2 separate regions of the Oryctolagus cuniculus genome follow, and region 1 is linked to region 2. A link is a contact called in public Hi-C data. All regions are on one chromosome and are shown on one strand. The core of a region is the stretch at or near the end of the contact, and the rest is flanking DNA. Distances in the headings are between cores, read along the strand shown. Region 1 holds the start of LOC127482901 (a long non-coding RNA gene). Region 2 overlaps LOC127482903 (a long non-coding RNA gene).

The links. A called contact is a pair of places that touch in the nucleus more often than the background predicts.
Region 1: a contact with region 2 is called in a Hi-C map of an unstated tissue, with 2.6 times the contacts expected there. The contact joins two enhancer-like sites. A contact is called at or near these places in 2 of 6 Hi-C or Micro-C datasets (embryonic fibroblasts and an unstated tissue).

Annotation. Positions count from the first base shown.
Region 1 is chr4:102,564,155-102,569,391 of mOryCun1.1, forward strand. LOC127482901 (a long non-coding RNA gene) reads right to left here and starts at 306. Exons shown (of 3, transcript XR_007908806.2): 1 at 27-306. Within about 2 kb of position 3,172, at least 4 of the 8 cell types and tissues checked have an H3K27ac peak or open chromatin away from gene starts, as enhancers often do.
Region 2 is chr4:102,131,208-102,137,197 of mOryCun1.1, forward strand. All of the region lies in intron 2 of LOC127482903 (a long non-coding RNA gene), which reads right to left. Among named protein-coding and RNA genes, the nearest start is that of TBL1XR1, 580 kb to the right of the region's middle. Within about 2 kb of position 1,569, at least 1 of the 8 cell types and tissues checked has an H3K27ac peak or open chromatin away from gene starts, as enhancers often do.

The DNA of each region.
Region 1 (5,237 bases), core at 1,922-4,421, 430 kb after region 2:
CAAACAGCTTAAATGAGTGCGCCTACCTGGGGGAGTGAGAGGACCGGAAGAGGTTAGAGCTGTGGGCAGCAGTGAGCTGTGCTGGCTTAGAGGAGGCAGCTGCTTGCTCCACCCGGTTGCTGATGTGGCTTGTGTTGCCCAAAGCTGTTTACTCTTCAGGAAAAATTGGATTTTTACGTGAAATCTCTGGGTTTTTTTAATCCAATTTTTAAAAGACGCCTATTCAGGCCAACCTACATAGACATGGGACCTCAATTTGGCTCTTAAGCCTCCGGATTGCAAGGCCTGCTCCTGTGCTCCTCAAAGTTCCTTCCCAGGTTCAAGAACTGTTTGTTACATTCCGCCATGAGATGTGCATAGCAACTGAGAATAACATTTAGAAACCTCAGTAACCATTTGACAGAATGATTTTCTGAATCTAATTTTCTGAATCTAATAATAAAAAAATTGGCTTGTGTTTTGTATATTTTTTATTTAATTTTTTTTTAAAGAAAAGAAATCAGCATGCAAGCAATTGGAAATCTTGCCCAGAGATAATTCAAAAAAGCAATGCCGTGGCCTTCATCAAGCCAAAGGATCCATGTGCAGACACTGCCTGTCCCACAGCAGGGTCAGGGCTTTGTAGCTGAATGTCTTCACAGGGACCCCCCCGCAAAGGGGTAACCCTGGGTGAATGAAAATGCGCCCGGTATAACCAGCTGACAAACACGTGACAGTAAAGGCCCTGGGGGTCCCCTCCTTTCCCGCAGAGGATTGTGGGAAATGCCAGTGTCACTCTAACAGGACTCCTTCTACGCCCACCAGGTCCGGGTGCCTCCTCCTCCCCCGACCAGGCCAGGAGGACTGACACTGGAGAGGCACAGGGCATGCTCTGGCACTGATGCTTGTCCAACACGCTGCGCTCCTTTGGAGATCCTCAACATGGTTCCTTTCCACAAATTCTCTTCTCTTCCTTCTCATTTCAGGGCTCTCTGCTAGGCCAAAGCGCCAACTTCCTAATCCCAGGGGTTCTGCCCAAGCCAACCCTCTGGCCTTTGTCCTCCCCTGCCTTGGCAGAAACCCCAGGGCGGCGAGCGCGTTGCCAAGTTTCAAAGCTCAGCACCCTGAACTCGGCAGCTGGTACCCTCGCTTAGCAAGGACCCCTGGATCGGGCAGTTGTGTCTGGCAGGACTTGGGCAAGGGCCAGAGGGTCGGTTGGGTTAGGAAACAGAAGTGCTTAGAGATTTAAGAGACTCTTCCTGCGGAGAACCAAAGAGGCAGACTGGTCTCTAATGAGCTCAGAAAACCCCCAAGCGAGAGAGGCGTCCCCTGGCGCAGGTCCTGGGCACCGCCCCTCCTCCCCACTTCGGTCTCCACAGGCGGAACAGGAACAGGAACACGCATGCACCGAATGGCCTGGAAGGCCTGCTTGGCTGCTCGGGCTCCCCAGCTGCCTCGCCTCGGAAAGGGGAAACGGGGAAGGGACAGGCCTGGGGAAGTGATTTTTAGAAGTGCAAGCCTGGTGGGAGAGTTTTCCTTCGGACCATCTGGAAGGAAGCAGTCATAACCGACTACAAATTCTCCTGAACCGATCAAGTGCACATAGGGAAATTGTTACATTGTTGAGACCCGAGTCTGCTTCGCTTCCGGCGGGAGGGGGGGTGTTTCTATCACTGCCTATGGCGCTGGGCCTGAGGTTCCCAGGGTAGGATGGGGCCAGGCAAGAACAGCTCTGCCCTTGTACTTCTCTGGGCAGCCAGCTCAGGGCTGGCTGCCATTTTTTGCCACTTAAGATACTAAGAAAATCTCAAATGAGGTCAGTCAGCCCTGTGTGTGTGTGTGTGTGTGTGTGTGTGTGTGTGTGTGTGTGTGAAGAAAGAAATCGCCTGTTTGGCCAAATAGAGAAGGTACAGCGTTGTCTAAGTTTTACGGCTGTTTTTTTAAACTCAGGTGTGTGTATGAACAGAACAGTAATCGATAGTTAAGTCATTATATAAGCTGTTTCAAGTACCACAGCCAAGAGGAGGGGGGGATCATCTAAAATACATGAAATTATCTTTAAAAACTCGTTCTAGGAAAAGGAAATGCCAGAGTAGCAACATAAAGGAGTCTTAATTAACAACAAATTAATCTACTTCCCTCCCCCCCCCCAAAAAAAAACTGAGCCACTCTGCACAAGGGAGCCGTTGGGGGAGCAGCCTGCACCGTGGATCTGGGATGTGTTTCCTATGGATGTGTGTTTGCCCAGCATGCGGCTTAAAGAAAAACACAGCCACCAAACCACCCAGCTCAGCCCTGGAGGGAGGAAGAGACCAGGAAGACCTAATCAGCCGTGATGGCGATTACATAAGAGACTCGCACAGGCAAACCCCGAGAGGCTCAGAAGAATCAGCTTTGGGCTCCTGGGCCTAGAAGATGCCTTTCTTTTTTTCCTATGCAAAGATCACTGAAAATGCTTCTGGATGTCTCTGGTAGAAACACAGGTCACTTAAGGATGATTTATAAGTGTGCCCCCAAGCCACAGTGAAGGCTGTATCGATATCTAAAGTGCATCTGCATCCAGCGCAGCAGAAGCTGAGGATCTGCTCCTAATTGGTGCCCAGAAGACGCTCCCCGCCGAGCACCGAGCCTTGCTCCGAGCAGCCGCCCCGCCCGAGGCCTCCAGGCTCCCAGTTCAGGGCCCTTTCTTGGGCAGCCAGAGTGCTCCTCTCTTAGAGAATGCCAGGTACTCTGGAAAGTAGCCGTGTAATAATACACAAACCCCTGATGATGTCAGCGTGTTATTGACTTTCCAAGTCTGAATGACTGAGCAGAGGAGCGGGGGTGGGGCGCGATCCATCCGGCAGCGCGGGGACCGGCCAAGCGAAAATGGGCTCGCGGGCGCGGCGGGGGAGGGGCGCCTTGCAGCCGCTCGGCGCTGGGGCTCTGCCGCCGCCGCGTCGGGGTCGCAGCCGCTGGGGCTTGGGGGGTGGCGGGGTGGGGGGTTCGGGCTCCCGCTCCTCCGACGCTTACGTTTGGTCAAAAACTCTTCAGGCAGAAATAACTGATGCCGCCCCCTCCACCCCCCGCCCTCCGGAAGCTTTTACCACGTGGCAGAGCAGGGCTACAAAGCCGGGAGCGGAGGCACGGGGTGGGGGGAGGGGAGGCCGCCTGCGCCCATCCCCCACCCGCGTGCCCAGCCTCCCCCGTGGGTGCGGGGTCCCGGGGCGCTCTCCGTGGCGGACTTCCTTCTCCAGGTGACCGCTTGGATTTTGCGCCTCAGCGGCGGTGGCATTTTATGGGCCACGATCTGCTTGGTTTATGGAGCCGGCAGTGCAGGTGCAGAGTTATAGGCTCCCGTTCTCACCCTGCAAATGGACCACAGAGCCATCTGTCATCTTCAAGGCTAGGTGTGAACCGGGCCGGGTTGTCCTTAAATGGGATTGCAGTTAAAGGCCGGGATCTGGAGGGACGCTCTCCCAACCAGGGCGTGGCCTTGCCTGCGGTGCCGGGGCCTTGCATTCAGGCCCCGAGCACCCCTCCCCCCACCCCGCGCCCTGCTCGGCGTGGGCTCCTCAGGCCGCATCCCTGCACGCCTCGGGCCCGGGTGGGACCCCGGCCCAACCCGCGGTGTCGGGCTGCCCCTCCCCCAGGGCCGGCCTTCTCCTCCCCGCTGAGCTGGGTGGGTGCGCGCCCTGGGTGGTGCCAGCAGCCCAGAGACTTGGAAGCGCCTGGAAGCAGAATCCTGCTCTGTGGGCTTCTTAGCTGCCTAAGTGTGGGCCGGGTGCTCAACGTCTCTGAGGCCCGCATCTGTGAAATGGGGGCAGCAGCCAGGCCCCTCAGTGACCGTCGTGAGGATTCAGTGAAATCCAGATTTCGCAAGGGACTGGCTTGCCCAGAGTCCAGTCCTGGGCGGCCGGTGAGGCCAGAGCCCCTGCGGTGGTTTCTGAAAACGCACCGGCAGCCCGGCGTCCTCAGCCCTTCCCCCTCCACTCCTGGCTTAGTGGCGCCCCACACCCGCAGTTACAGCAGGAGCCGCTTTGTCGGCGCCGAGAGAGAGTGGGCAGGGAGCCTCCGACCTAAGCTGTACCAGTCGCTGCCCTTCCCCAACCTTGTGGCAGGCAGGGAGTCCGCGAGCAAAGACCTGACACAACACAGGTTTTCTTGGGGGGGATTTTGAAACTGGAAGTGAAAAAACACAGTTTCTGCCCAGGGCTAAAACTGCAAGTTGGTGTATTTAGGAACCTTGTGTATGAGCTGTTTCCCAGCGTGTGTGAAGGCAGGGCTGGGGGCAGGGACAGAGCCCAGTGGGGGCTGATGGAATTGGCGGTTGGTGCATGCTGCCTGCCACGGATGACTTGTGACCACCTACACATTCTCCCTACTGCTTAACCTGATTGGTGTTTTGTTACTTGCAACCCCCAAGCAGTCCAAAATGGCTTTTGTTAGTCTTAACTTGCACAGAATCTTAGTGCAAAACTCACTCCCCACCCCCCACAGTAAACCCCACCCCCACCCCCAGGCAAAGCTGTGTCTTTTGTCCTGCACAGGCTATATAGTTGTCAGTGCCCCATCACCAGGTGCTTAATAAATGCTCTTTAAAATGCATGGAGCCAAGTCTGTGTGGACAGGAAGTGCACCGCTGGCTTTTTGAACAAGAGACTGGCGGGTTAATTTAAAGGGGAAGCAATACTCATCGCGGCGGACTTCAAGAAGCCCATCTTATTCCACCCTAGTGGTAATTAGGGTTCATTCGAGTGAAGAGAAAGAAGGAAACTTTATCCCCTCTAAATTGCATTTAATAAAAATCTTGGAGAAAATGAGTGAATTGTCGCGCTTAATAAGTCCCCCTGGGTTTTGTTGGAAGGAGGCTGAGGTAGTGTACAGTAGTCAACGTTTATGGGACAGCAGATCTGCATTTTATCTGAGCATGAAATGCAGCACTGGCTTAACCTCCTTTTTTTTCCCCCTCATTTGTTTCCAACAGGTTTTTTTCCAGCCCATGAGTCACTTCCAGTCAGATTCAAAGACAAAAGCCTGCTAATTGTGAGTCTGTGAGTCAAGGGTCCCACCCTGCCTTATCGTGCACACCCTCTCTTGCTTTAATAAGACAGACAGGACAGGGCGCAGCGTGTGAGGCCCTTGGTGCTTCTGGGAGGGGCCCTGCCATCCAGCAGCTGACCCCTCAACCGGTAGCACCTGGGAGGTGCAGCCAGGAACTGTTGGTGCAACCCATGTGTTCCGAAAGCACTCTGCTGGGCTCAGAGCTACAGAGGGGA
Region 2 (5,990 bases), core at 319-2,818:
GATGCCATATCAGGTATGTGGAACAGGCATTTCTCCTACCTCCAACAAAAACAGAGAAAGAAGAAAAAAATGCTTCAGGAAAAAAAAGGAACAGAAGTCTCTTTTTTACAGGTCAAAAGTAATTTTTATCTCTTGAAAATGATCCAGGCTTTGAATTACCATAATTCTAACCCATGCCATTTAAGGAAAGGGAAGTTAAAGAGAAAAGAATCATAAAAAAATCTCAGAGTAGTGTATTCTTCCTTTGAGTATTACCTCAGTTGTTTCCAGTTTCTGCATGACTTCCCAGCACTTCTGCATTACTCGTACCCTTATTCTTCTCTAATATGTTTCACATTGATTTTTTTTTCTATTCTCTGCTGACTGCACAGTCTGAAAATGCTTTGACCTTAAAGTCAAGGTCAAGTTTGCATTCCTGTAGTAAACAAGAAAGAAAAATGAAGAGGAGAACTTAAAATAAAACCTTCTGAACAAGAAAATTTATGGAGAAAAAGAAAGAGAGAGAAAGAGAGAGAGGGAAATTTCTTCCCTGGAATTTCTTTTACTTCCAAATTTGGCATTCAAGGTGAAGAATATTAATATAAGGTGCCAGAGAAAGGAGCAAAGTTTCTCCTAAAGTACTATTTGCGTAGGAGCTAGTATGACATTAAATATTACTATCACTGTATAGAATAAATATCCTTATCATTATATGAATCTGATAGAATGAAAATTTTAACTGTGTAATTATGCTCAGGTATTATATTGGAAAAACAGGAGCTGCACAGTGTGGTGCCAAGAAAACTGTAAATAAATTAGTGCTGGAAAATATGCTAAAAAGCCAGAAGTGTGCACTATCTTCTAGAATTGTTGCAGGTTGATAACTACTTCATCTCTATTTCACAGCTTAGCTACAGTACCTTGACAGTTAACTGTTTAAAAAGATACTAACTCATGAAATGTTCATTACTTTTCATTTACAACAAAGGCATAAGAACAACCACACTCAAAAATATTTCTTCTTTTGCTGAGCTAGGCTTAAGCAAAACTGAAGCATTAAAACACATGTATGATCCATCAGAAGTGAACATGGTCATCCAACACAAAGTTAACCCAATCATTTTCTGGGAGACCTGCTGTCTTGTAAAAAAAATAAATTAAAATCCTGGGCATCTTTGAAGAGGCATTTTAACTTAAAGTTGGGTGTAAACATAAGCCTTTTCATAATGCACGTCTTAACTAGAATGTGACATGATGCAATGTCTTCCAAAGAGCTATTTCAGGACTGGCTTGCATCACACAGACTGCCTAGCTCAGCTCAGACAGACATATCCTGTCACACAGTGTACTATAGATTACCATGAATTCAAACACATTTTCACCAGGAGGAGAAACCTACACATGATCTTTGGTAGCAGTACTGGTGCCTACCCAGAATCCATTCCTCCCTCTTGCTTTTTTTAACAGAACCTAATTTTGTCAGATAGCCATCCTTCTTTTGCTCAGACATGTGCCCCAACTCCAGGCTTGACCTCACTGGAATATGGGCGATTGGATTTTCCTTGGCTGTAATCTATTCAGGATTGGGCATGTGATCCAGTTCTGGCACAAAGAAAGGCTTAGAGAGCGACAGTGTGAGAAGAGATTTTTCCTTCTTCTCCTGGCTATTCTCGTCCATAAATGTGCTGTTTAGAAGTGCTGCTGCTGTCTGCAGAGAAACCTACTCAGTGGGTAGTGGAGAAAAGAGAAATCTGAAACACAACGATGCCATTCAGGCAGTGTCATCCAGTCTCAGGACCTGGCCAAGTGGGACGTTATTATTATTATCATTTAAGATAGTTGGCATCTGTGTTTCTGTTATTTGCAGCCAAAAATGGGCTAACCAATTTCTCTTGGCTTCTTTAATTGTATCTGCCTTCCCAGCTTAGGCCTTTCAGAAAGAAAAAGAGCCTCAAGTTAAAGTGTTTATCTTCCTATTTAGCTTAAACATATTCTACTGTTGCTAGAATTTAGATAGAATATGGCTCCTGAGGAGTCGGCATTTGGTGTAGCAACTGGGAGGCTGTTTGGGATGCCTGTATCCCTTATCAAATGCCTGACTCCATCCCATCTCCAGCTATCCTGCTAATGGGCACTCGGGGAGGCCATAGATTATAGCTCACATACTTTGGTCCCTACCTTCCACATGGGAGACTAAGCTTGCATTCCTGTCTTTTGGCTTCAGCCAGGCCCAATCCCAGCCTTTGTGGGTATTTGTAGAGTGAACAACCAGATGAAGATCTCTCTCTCTCTGCCTCTCTCTATCTCCCTCTGTGTGTGTGTGTGTGTGTGTGTATGCTTTTCAAATAAAATAAATAAACACATTTTTATAAAGAATATAGCTCCTGGACTCATAAACAAAGTTAAATCTCAAAGTCTTTAACTAAGTGGTATCAAGATTATGAAAACGTCATCCAAGTACGGTATGTAGGAAGAGAACCTTATTAGGAGGTCTTTAGGTTATTTAGGGTATGCTATCAAACAGTAGTTTTCAGGGCTAGTGCTGTGGCACAATGGGATAAGCCACTGCGTGCAGTGCTGGCATCCCATATGGGCACTGGTTCAAGTCCCAAGTGCTCCACTTCTGATCCAGGTCCTTACAAATGTGCCTGGAAAGAAACAGAAGATGAAAGTGTTTGGACCCCTGCCACCCCTATACGAGACCAGAAGAAGCTCTTGGTTCCTGGCTTCAGCCTGGCCCAACCCTGGCAGTTGCAGCCATTTGGGGAGTGAACCAGTAAAAGGAAGATCTTTTTGTCTGTCTCTCCTTCTATCTCTTTGTAATTCTTAAATGTCTGTAAATCTTAAGGAAAAAAAAAAAGAAGTTGCTTTCTTGGAAGAGCCGATTTTAAAGGTCAAGTTGAACTCTGCATCTCTGTTTCTTGGATCCCTCCATGTGTTTTCTGCCATATGCAACACAAAGGCTCACACAGATTGTGGCCAGTTTATTAAATTAGAATAGACAAAAAAAAAATCTGTCTCAACAACCTTTCCCAAGATTTCTTTTGGATTTTTGTTCCCACCCCAGTGATATCTTGAACAAATCCCTCAAGTTGTTGCTTCCTTTCAGGTAATTTATAACTTACTTTCCGGAACTACAAAACAAAAGTCCAATCAAATATCAAAATGTCAACCTCTCCTCCAGTTCAAAGCTTCACTTCTCCCAGCTCTTTTGTTTTATCTTTTCTTGGTGTCAAATGTCCCTGGGTAATACAGATATCCCAAAATGCACCTTTCCCGAAATTCCCTTGCAAATCCATTAGAGGCTCCTTCGGGAATTCTTTAACAGTTCCAGGTGAATGTAAACAAAACCTTGGCTCCGGCTCCTGGAAAATACTTGAGATCTCTTTGCCACAGCCAGCCAGCAAGCACATTTCTTGGGTGAAGTCCTTTCAAATAACTACCATCATGCACAGTAGCCACTTGTCAACAGGAAGATTAACTGATCCTTCCCCCACCGTGTCCACAAACTTCAGGTAATGCTGACTTTTGGCCTGTCTGTGCCACTCAGGGCGTCTTCAGCCCACCTCACGCCTGATTTTCCCTCTAGAGAATGAGGTGGCCTATGCTGCCCGGACTCTAGAGCTGCCCGGCTAGTAGGCTAGTAACCACGTGTGGCTGTTGAGCACTTGAAATGCAGCTCGTCCAAATTGAGATGCTAAAAGGTTAACACAAAAAATGTAAATTATGTGCGTACTGAGACAGGTATTTTGCACAGCAATTAAGACACTACTTGGAACACCTGCATCTAGTGTTGGAATACCTGGTTTGATGCCTGGCTCTGGATACTGCCTCTGAGTTCCTGTGACGCACACTCTGTGAAGCAGCAGCTGATGGTGCAAAGTGGTTGGATCCCTGTCATCTACATGGGACATCAATATTGAGCTTACACCTCCTGGCTTCAGCCTGACCTGGCCCTGGCTGTTTTTGCAGAATAAGTCAATGGATGAATCTCTCTCTCTCTCTCTCTCTCTCTCTCTCTCTCTTTCTCTTTCTCTTTCTCTTTCTCTTTCTCTTTCCCTCTCAAATAAATAAATAATAAAACTTTAAAAGTATGTATGATGCTTTTTGTTGATTGATAATACTTTGATGTATTGGTTTAAATGAAATGCATTATCAAAATCCTGCTTTCTTCTACATTTTCAAAATGTAGCTACTCGAAAATAAATAACGTGTGTGTATCACATGATGTGGCTATTGACCCTAGCTCCTCTGGAGGTTTGCTGTTCAAGGAGTGTTCCAGACAACAGCACTGGCTTCACCTCAGAGCCTCTTAGAAAGAAAGACTCCAAAATTCTCTGAGGAATTTATTTAGGGCTTTGGTACTTTTTTTTCCTATTGAAACATTCTTCAAATTTCCTCACATTGGTTGAGATAGTTATAATAATCCTAATTTGAAAGTTTGGGATGAACTAATATGTACTCTTTCTAAAATATACCCAATGTTTCCTCTTAAATTTAAGGGCAATCTTGTAGGGATTCCTAAACACATTCTATTAATATATGGAAATACTGAGCTTTGTATGTGTGATATATTTTCAGCAAATGAACATTTAAACCTCTATTTGGTCAATTTGATGTTCACAAGCAACTCACAATCAGAATAATATTATGGCTTATTTTGTATAAATAATGATTCCTTTATTAAATGAAGAATCACTTCCTAACTTCCCTTCCCAACAACCTAAACACAGATTTCCATATATCAAATTCATTTAAAGAATAATATGCTCTAACTTTTATTGTATGGCTATTTTAATATTTTTAATAATTTTAATATTAAGTAGAACCCAAATTCAAAATAACCATAAATTCCATAAACTTATTGTCTTTTTAAAAGCTTTGCTTCTTTGCATGATGCTTACAACAGATTCAAAACTATGAGAAATTTAACTCATTTTTAAGTCAATGGGGATTTTCATGTAACCTACTACATCCTAAGGGTGCAAAAAGGAGTAAAACATAGCTCTTAGCTGTGGGATTCAGAGTCTGGTACATGAGGCAGACTTCTGCACAGACAGCACAACACAGAGCCTGGGGTTCATTAGACTTCTGTGGGAGAACATGAGAAGAGTCCCCAGCTCCTCAGGAGACACAGGAAAGCCTTGTGAGAAAGATGATGCCTGAACTAGAACGGACGGCAATTGTACACATTTTTCAGGTTTTAAATAAAAAACTTTTAGGGATCTAAATTTCAGTACAGGTTAAGACATCACTGGAATACCTGCATCCCAGACTGTAGCGTTTGGGTTAGTCCCGACTCTGCCCCGATTACAGCTTCCTGCTGAATGCTATTCCCATCCTCACTACAGCAACAACCATAACAGTGACAAAGGCTCTATTTATCATTTCCAATGTGATTCAATCCATTTCATACATTTGCACCTTGGAAAGCAGCGGGTGATGGTTCATGTGTGTGGATCCCTGACACCCAAATAGGAGATCTGGATTGAGTACCTAGCTCTCTGCGTTAGCCTGGCCCAGTTCTACCTGCTTCAGCTGTTTGGGAAGTGAAGAAATAAAGAGATGAAGGTCTCCATCTGTCTAGCCATCCCTCTCTCTCTGTACCCCTCAAATATATTTTAATTAAAATAAGAAATAATAATTTTTGAGTACCAGGAAATGATTTGTTTTCAATTATTTTCATTGTAAGCATTTTAATCTATAAATTTTCCTTTAAGAATCACTCCAGCTGCATATCACAATTTTCTACATGTTTTATTTTTTATTATCAGATAGAATAAAACGTTTTCTCAGTTTCCTTGTGAGTACTTCGATTAATGGGCTGTTTGAAAATGTATTGTTTAATTTCCAAATATACAAAAGTTTGCTTGGCTTTTATGTTGTCATTTGTCCCTAATTTAATTATACTCTGGTTAGGGAGCATAGTCTCTATAACTTCAGTCTTTTAAAAAATTGATTAAGATTTATATTAAAGGCCAACTTACAATGTAAGTGAATGAGCACTTGAA